Regions from separate parts of the Capra hircus genome. Here region 1 is linked to region 2. Evidence: chromatin contacts called from public Hi-C data. All regions are on one chromosome and are shown on one strand. Each heading gives the region's core, a stretch centred on a gene start, on an enhancer-like site or on the middle of the called end of the contact. The rest is flanking DNA. Distances are from core to core; before and after follow the strand shown.

What was found. Hi-C and Micro-C count contacts between places; a contact is called where the count stands out from the background.
Region 1: a Hi-C map of blood shows a contact between it and region 2, with 3 times the contacts expected there. The contact joins two enhancer-like sites. A contact is called at or near these places in 3 of 5 Hi-C or Micro-C datasets (blood and liver).

What each region holds. Positions count from the first base shown.
Region 1 is chr9:59,808,648-59,812,515 of ARS1.2, forward strand. No RefSeq gene overlaps it. Among named protein-coding and RNA genes, the nearest start is that of TRNAC-GCA, 260 kb to the left of the region's middle. Within about 2 kb of position 1,889, at least 1 of the 5 cell types and tissues checked has an H3K27ac peak or open chromatin away from gene starts, as enhancers often do.
Region 2 is chr9:59,392,194-59,396,049 of ARS1.2, forward strand. It overlaps SGK1 (serine/threonine-protein kinase Sgk1), which reads right to left. Exons shown (of 14, transcript XM_005684782.3): 11 at 3,667-3,762; 12 at 3,050-3,205; 13 at 2,871-2,960; 14 at 1,278-2,469. The coding sequence ends at 2,302. Among named protein-coding and RNA genes, the nearest start is that of SLC2A12, 85 kb to the left of the region's middle. Within about 2 kb of position 2,073, at least 3 of the 5 cell types and tissues checked have an H3K27ac peak or open chromatin away from gene starts, as enhancers often do.

The DNA.
Region 1 (3,868 bases), core at 639-3,138, 420 kb after region 2:
TTACTTTATGCGAAGAGTTGACTCATTGGAAAAGACTCTGATGCTGGGAGGGATTGGGGGTAGGAGGAGAAGGGGATGACAGAGGATGAGATGGCTGGATGGCATCACTGATTCGATGGACGTGAGTCTGAGTGAACTCCAGGAGTTGGTGATGGACAGGGAGGCCTGGCGTGCTGCAATTCATGGGGTCGCAAAGAGTTGGACACGACTGAGCAACTGAACTGAACTGAACGGGGTTAAATTAAAGTAGCATTAAAATTTATTTTATCTTTTTTTATTATTTTTTTTTATGTAGCTACTAGGAGATGTACAATTATATGTCTGACTCACATTGTCTCACCTGATGTGTCTACTGGACAGTCTCGTGTGAACAGAGTGGGCAGGGAAGACTGCCTGAGGAGATGATAATATATGTAGGGGGTGACAGGCCATATAATTGTCTGATGAGGGCAAAGGGAACTGTAGAGAATCTGAGGTGGGAACCAGGATGATGAGTTAGAAAAGAAAGCCAGAAAGCCAGCTTGCCTGGAGAGAAGAGTGGATGGGCGATGCTAGGCTCCTGAGACTAAGGCTTGCTTACACAGGGCCTTGTAGACTAGAGGAAGAAGTTAGAACTTTATAGAAAACATAAATCTTCTATAAAATATGGGAGCAGATTTGCTTCTGTGCAATTTTCCAGGCACAGCTCCAAAATATCAACATTCAGTATAAATGCTGGCTTAAAACATGCAAAGAATCCCACTCGGCTCAGAATATCTCTATGCTAATAGAGGCTTGCATGGGGATATGCATTTATTAAACTTGTCTACTTTCGCATAGTAACTATGATGTTTATATATAAACTCTTTATGAGGAGGAGGAACACAGGTGGACAGAGAACGAACTCATCTAGATTAAATGAAAATCTCAGCTTCATCTTCTACTTTACTCAAGTTCAAACTCTGATTGTATATGTAATAGCAGCAGGCAGATAAACTCAAGTTTATCCAGAAAGTACAAAGTGCAGGTTGAGAGACAAACACTGAATATTTCCTTCACTATACATGAGTGTGTAGATAGAAGGTTTGTAGATAGATCCATTTATGCCATATTTTAGATTCTACATATATGACCCTAACCATTTTTATTTTGATACCTCATTTAGAAGATAGTCCTAGGCACCAAGTCAGGGCTCATTGCTTAGTAAGACTAGCAGTGAGGCTTTTCATTACTGAGCTTATGATACTTTCTGGTTATTTTCTCTATAGTCTTTTTTATTATTTTTTTAAACTTATTGATTTTTCTCTACAGTCTTATACTGGAAATAAGCAATGAGTGTGACTTTCCTTTGACAGATGGAGGAAATGAGCAAGGGCAAATCTGGAGCTCTGGAACCATGTCACTCTGACAAGACTGGGTCACCTCCAGAGCAGCAGTGGAAGGAAACCTCCAGAACTCTAGGCCTCGGGGCAGTTTCCACAACTGGGCTTTTTTTTTTCCCCACTGGGCTACTCCCAGGAAGAGGAAAATAAACTGAATATGTCCATCCTTCCCCTAGCCCTACCCCTGGGGGAGTGGTTATTTAAAAAAGTAGTGAATCATCTTAATGATCAAATATTTCAGATGTATTTTGAAGTTTATATAATGAATGTATTGCCATAAAAGCAAAAATTTAAGTTTCACAAGTGAAGTGGAAACATGTTTGTTCTCAATTATGAAAGGGAAACTTATATCCATAATTATCAGGTAACTCTCACACAATAAAACACAAAAAAAGAACATGTCCTAACTAGGGCTAAGTGTTCACGAAATTAAAAAGAAATGAGCCCAAGTGCTCAAATTATCCACGGGCAGCGTCAAGGTTGATGCTTAGCCAAAACACATTAAACCCCGCCAGCTGACAGCAGTAAGAAATCTCTAAATCCTGGGCTGGTCTGAGCCACTCTTATTGTGGTTCCTGAGAGAGGTATGTGTACAAGGAAAAAGGACAAGTGAAAAATAAAAACACATATTTAATATTAGTTGCAAGAGATCCTTGTATCCCAGTAATAGACTCTCTGGCCAGCTGACCTGGAGCCCGTGTGTAGGCCCAAGCCTGCCATCAGCCCAGCTTCACTTCTAATTCCCAGACTTTCCACAGGCTGACAGCAGAATCTGAAGAGATGAGCTCTGAGCACTGAAAACTATTCTACATTAAGAGAGGAGGCAAATGACTGGGCCTGCACTTTTTTTTTTTTAAGTCTTTATTGAATTTGTTAACAATACTGTTTCTAGTTTATGTTTTGGTTTTTTGGCTGTGAGACACTTGGGATCTTAGCTTGCCAACCAAGGATGGAACCTGCACCCCCTGCATTGGAAGGCGAAGTCTTAACCACTGGACCAGGGGACCCTCTGGGCCTGCACTTTTGAAGCAGTGATCCTGCCAGACAATTGGCACAGCCCCATCTGCATCTTTGAATTCCATAGATTTATTTACTACTCCTCCCTCCTGGGACCTGAGGGTTCTTGAGCTAGCAGTGACCTCAATAGGGGAAAAACTAAAATGGAAATTAAGGATAGGTGGTTATAATCTAACAAATTTAAGGAAAAAAATGTAAATGCAATAAAAAAAGAACGTGCATAAATGTATAATGGAATGGTATACAGTAGAAACCAATGCCACATTGTAAAACAACTGTACTTCAGTTTGAAAAAATACAATTTTGAAAATGTGCATGCATATAGTCATCACCATTACTAAGCACAAACTCTGAAAAGTAAGTTTTATGAAGCCTATTTAAAATGAAATCAAATTGAGGTTCACAGTAATTAAGCCACTTGCCAGGGCCAAAAGATAGCCTGGTGGTATGTGTTCTGGAGAAGGCAATGGCAACCCACTCCAGTACTCTTGCCTGGAAAATCCCATGGATGGATGAGCCTGGTAGGCTGCAGTCCATCGGGTCATGAAGTTCACTTCAGTTGTGTCCAACTCTTTGCAACCCTATGGACTGTAACCTGCCAGGCTCCTCTGTTCATGGGATTCTCCAGGCAAGAATATTGGAGTGGGTAACCATGCCCCGCTCCAGGGGATTTTCCCGACCCAGGGATTGAACCTGTGTCTCCTGTATTTCCTGCGTTGCAGGCGGATTCTTTACCCACTGAGCCACCTGAGAAGCCCCAGCCTAGAGGAGGAGCAGCTATCTGAGCCCAGGTCTGTGCTGCTCTTTTCTGCCACACTGAGCATGGACATACATCTGTGAATGGAAATAAGAGCAGAACACTATCACCAACATTAGTGTCATGAAAGCACTAACGGAATTTTCAAATAGGAAATTGTTCAGTACATTACGTGTTATCCATTATTGCTATTGATGTAAATCGCATTCATTACACTTACAAGGCATAAATAAATAGACAATGTAGCAAGGAGTACGCATTTATGACTCTTCCAGGTCCACAGCAAGGAAAAGAAATATATGTGTCTTATGGTCTCATTTCCCGACATGCCTACCCTGAGCTTTCTCTGGGCATGCTTTCTCTGAAGGCATCTTCAACTCACACTCAATATGAATGTATAAAATCTGGTTTATTAACTTCTTTACCAAAACAGCTCATCTTTTCAGATGTCTGGAGGGGAAGGCAGTTCCAGTTTTGTTTAAATCAGTGACTCATATCATCATCAAGAAATCAGATTTCTTGGATACTTGTTTTGTCCATGGACTAGTTCCTCTTTTCACAACAAAATGGTGTACTGGCAGTTCTAAGTGCCACATGGAGACACCTTTTGGCAAGAGAGGCTGTCTCTTGCTCAAAGAGACAAAACAAAGAAGACATTTCTCAGGGGTCCCTAGAGGACTTTCTTCATATCTCATTGACTAGAAATGGACTCCATAGTCTTATCCTAGAACAG
Region 2 (3,856 bases), core at 823-3,322:
AACTGAGAGGTCAAGATAAAGCGTGTGCAGTAGGCCTACAGCCGCAAGACCAACTATTGGAGGATCCCATGTATGCGAGGAATTTCTGGAAGGCCTAGAAAAGAGAAAAAGTCCAAACAGCTTGTGTACAAGATGATGCTCTCCTACAGTGCTCTTTTCCCTTCTCCCACAGGAACTGTTCCAGTGGGCTGAATACAGGTGGGCCCAGGCAGTGCCGGGTGCACACCAGTTCCAGAGGCTTCTGATCCAAGTCAGGGATGTGTCCCTTCAGGCTCCTTCTCGGAGCTGACACTGGACTCAGTTCGGCTCTGGTTACTCTCAGGAACCAGGAGTCCTGCCGGCTCAGCATTTTGGGAACAGAGCCACTTATCCTCATCCTCTTTAGTGGCATTCTCCTAGACTTGCAGACTGTTATCTTGATTTCCATTTCAACAAACTGCTTTATTGACCAAGTCTGCCCTTCCCAGCAAGCTCTGTAAGGGCAGAGATGTGTCAGCTTTGCTCTTGCCTTATCTTCAGTACTTGGAATAGTTGGCCCAGTGAAGGCACTCAAGTATTTGTTAAAGAATTACCTGTTACTTCAGACAAGACAAAGGTCGAGACAAACAGCCAACTTCACAGGGCAGGCAATAAACATAGGGAACATTACTTCATGACTGTCCTTGAGGCAGTTAACTGGACAAGGATTTGTTTGGATGGATTTGTGGATAATGACTGACATCATAGAATGCTGGTAAAGCCCTCAGATAGAAATTGGCTTTAGGGAATTCTCTGGTGGTCCAGCGGTTAGGACTCAAGAGCTTTTACTACCAGGGGCACGGGTTTAATCCCTAGTTAGGGAACTAAGATTCTGCAAACCGCACAGTGTGGCCTGAAAAAAAAAAAAAAAGACTTTAAGACTGCCCTATCGAAAATCCCATGGACGGAGGAGCCTGGTAGGCTGCAGTCCGTGGGGTCGCTAAGAGTCGGACAAGACTGAGCGACTTCACTTTCACTTTTCACTTTCATGCATTGGAGAAGGAAATGGCAACCCACTCCAGTGTTCTTGCCTGGAGAATCCCAGGGACAGGGGAGCCTGGTGGGCTGCCGTCTATGGGGTCGCACAGAGTCGAACACGACTGAAGTGACTTGACTGATTCTCTTCTGGAGTCAGAGATTGATGCTTCTGGAGGAGCAAGCCACTGTCAATCACAGCAGCATTACCATGGTTTTTGATTTTAAATGGATCTACTATTGTTCCCTTAACTGAAATATATAAAATAACGCACATGACACAATTTCTGTAAATATTTTTCAAGGTTTTATTGCAAACCAAAGTTGGTTTATCACACACACAAAAAGGTGTGTGGTAGGGAGGGGAGAAAGAATTGTACATATTATAACCATGTTAATTACAGTACATTAAAATGGTGGTTTACATTACAAATAAGCCTGTAAGTTTAAATATACTAGTGTTATAACCCAATGTACAGACTTTCTTTATACAATACATACAATTATCAGGAATGCAAAAAAAAAAAAAACCACAACATAAATAATGCCCATTTTATAGGTGACATTTTAAACAATGAAAACACCAGGCTCTGACTGACAACTGGGGCATTGGTCCATAAAAACCCTTTCTAAAAATAGAAATATTTGTAGCAGCAATGCTTTCTTTAAGCATCTGGATACAAGTCATTGCAAGACCATTTTCAATAAATTTTAGTTATTAACTGTATCTTACAAAAAAACAGTCTACACATAAATTTATCTTCCAAATATGGAAGAAACAAACAATGTCCCACATTGTAGTGTCCTGCAAGCGTCACATTGATGCATATAACTGAGTCCTTCTGTGAGCAAGCATACCACACTCACACGGCGGATCACACAGGGAGTCCACAGGGAGAAACAGAGAACGAGAACACTCAGCAACAGGAAAAGCTTTGGAGCTAACACGATCTCATCAGAAAAGGCACATTTCATAAGATTCGTTATCGTGGCCCGGACAGACCTCCAGAAGCTCCTTCTCAGACCAGCAGCCGCCTGCCAATGAGACCACTGCATCTGTCTCGGGCGGCCCTCTGCTGCTCATTTCAGAGATAGCACCACATTGGAAGGAAGAATAAAGAGGAAAATCTCACAAGCTCACTGAGGAGGATGTGCTCTTCGAAAAGCTTCCAGCAAACTGTGCAATAAGACTGCCAAGATGTGCAAGCTTCCAGGGATGTGCAAATTCTCTTTTACGATGTCCTGTCAGCTGGCAGCTCTGCCAAAAGGTTAACTAAAAAAATCCTTTGCAACCAACCCTAAGACCGTTCAGAGGAAAGAGTCCATGGGAGGTGCATAGGAAAAGCCCAGGAAGGCCTCAGCCGCTTCCTTGACGCTGGCTGTGAGGAGGAGGCTGTCCGGGGACCGGCCGATGGAGTTGGGGACCGGCTCTTCGGTGAATTCAGGATCAAAGTGCCGCAGGTCGCTGGGTCCGCTCTGTTGCAGGAAGAGGAAAACAAAACAAAACAAAACATGCTCCATGTCAAGAATTCACAGGGAAGACAAGGCAGGGAAATTCTTGTGCAAGCTTTAGGTGCTATATAGGGACCATCACAAACCATTTCAAGCACAAAACCCACCGGGCATGTAAAGTTTAAACTATGAAGGTCATGTTTTCTTTCTGTCTTTCACTACTTTAATTCATAAATGTGTTGAAAAATTATGTGACCTTCATTGAGATAGGAGTTCTACTTTTTCTGTGGGTAAAATAATGGTTTATGAATAAAATATCTGCCAATTTATTCCTTGGGGGGTCCCCCACCCCCACCAGTGCCATCAACTCTGACTTAAAAAGAGAAGCCCATGGGTTTCCATACATGCCCAAGAGAGCTACTCACCACATTTGGGTTAAAAGGGGGAGTAATCTTCTTATTAATGAGATCTTCCCAGTTAATTAGGGAGAAGAAGACATGATTCTTAATCTCCATCTGTTGAGAAAGAAACATGAATTTAGATACCTGAAATTCAGGAAGGGCAGTGGGGTCTAGTGCTCTACCCAGACAGAAACGTGACTCACAAAGTCATCCTTGGCACCCAGCCTCTTTGTTCTGTCCTTCTGCAGGAGGCCTTCCAGGACGTGTCTTGCAGAGTTTGTAATATTTGGCTTCAGCTGGAGGGGCTTGTTCAGAATGTTGTCGTACATCTCAGCTGTGTTTCGGCTATAAAAGGGAGGCTGAAAGAAGGGGGAGGATTACTTACTAGTCAACTGGAAGTTCTGGAGAGCACTCATTACCAATCAAGACTCAGACTGTAATGCATGAAGCTGGATTTGACAAAGTCTATCACTTGATAGGTTTTCTTTGCCCTGGATTTTTCAGTGACTATATTTTGCCACCCTGATGGGAGGCGGGGGTAGATGCTAATAAGCCATGTTTTTCACTCTCACATATGTTAAGTGTGGTCAAACCTAGCAAAGTGTGAACTTACAAAAGAAAAATCTACTAGGTAAGGGTTTATCTTAAGGCACCTATAATTTAACCAATATGCCTGTCACATCAGCATTTGTTAAGCTTACTGATAAAGAGAGAGACATGATGATCAAGTCTGCAAAGGGGTTTGTGTGCCCAGATGAATCTAGAGGGAGAAATGTATCAACCCAGGGCAATATTCCCCGATTCTCAATGGGCTACTCACCAGGCCATACAGCATCTCATATAAGACGGCCCCCAGGCACCACCAGTCCACGGTTCTATCATAGGGCTGCTTATGAAGCACCTCAGGCGCCAGATACTGAAAGACCAGGAAAAGAAGAGTTCAGAGCCCGTGAAACCAGGCACTGCCAAGACCAGGGGTGCGCTTTCAAAGGGCTGAGACACGCTGGGTC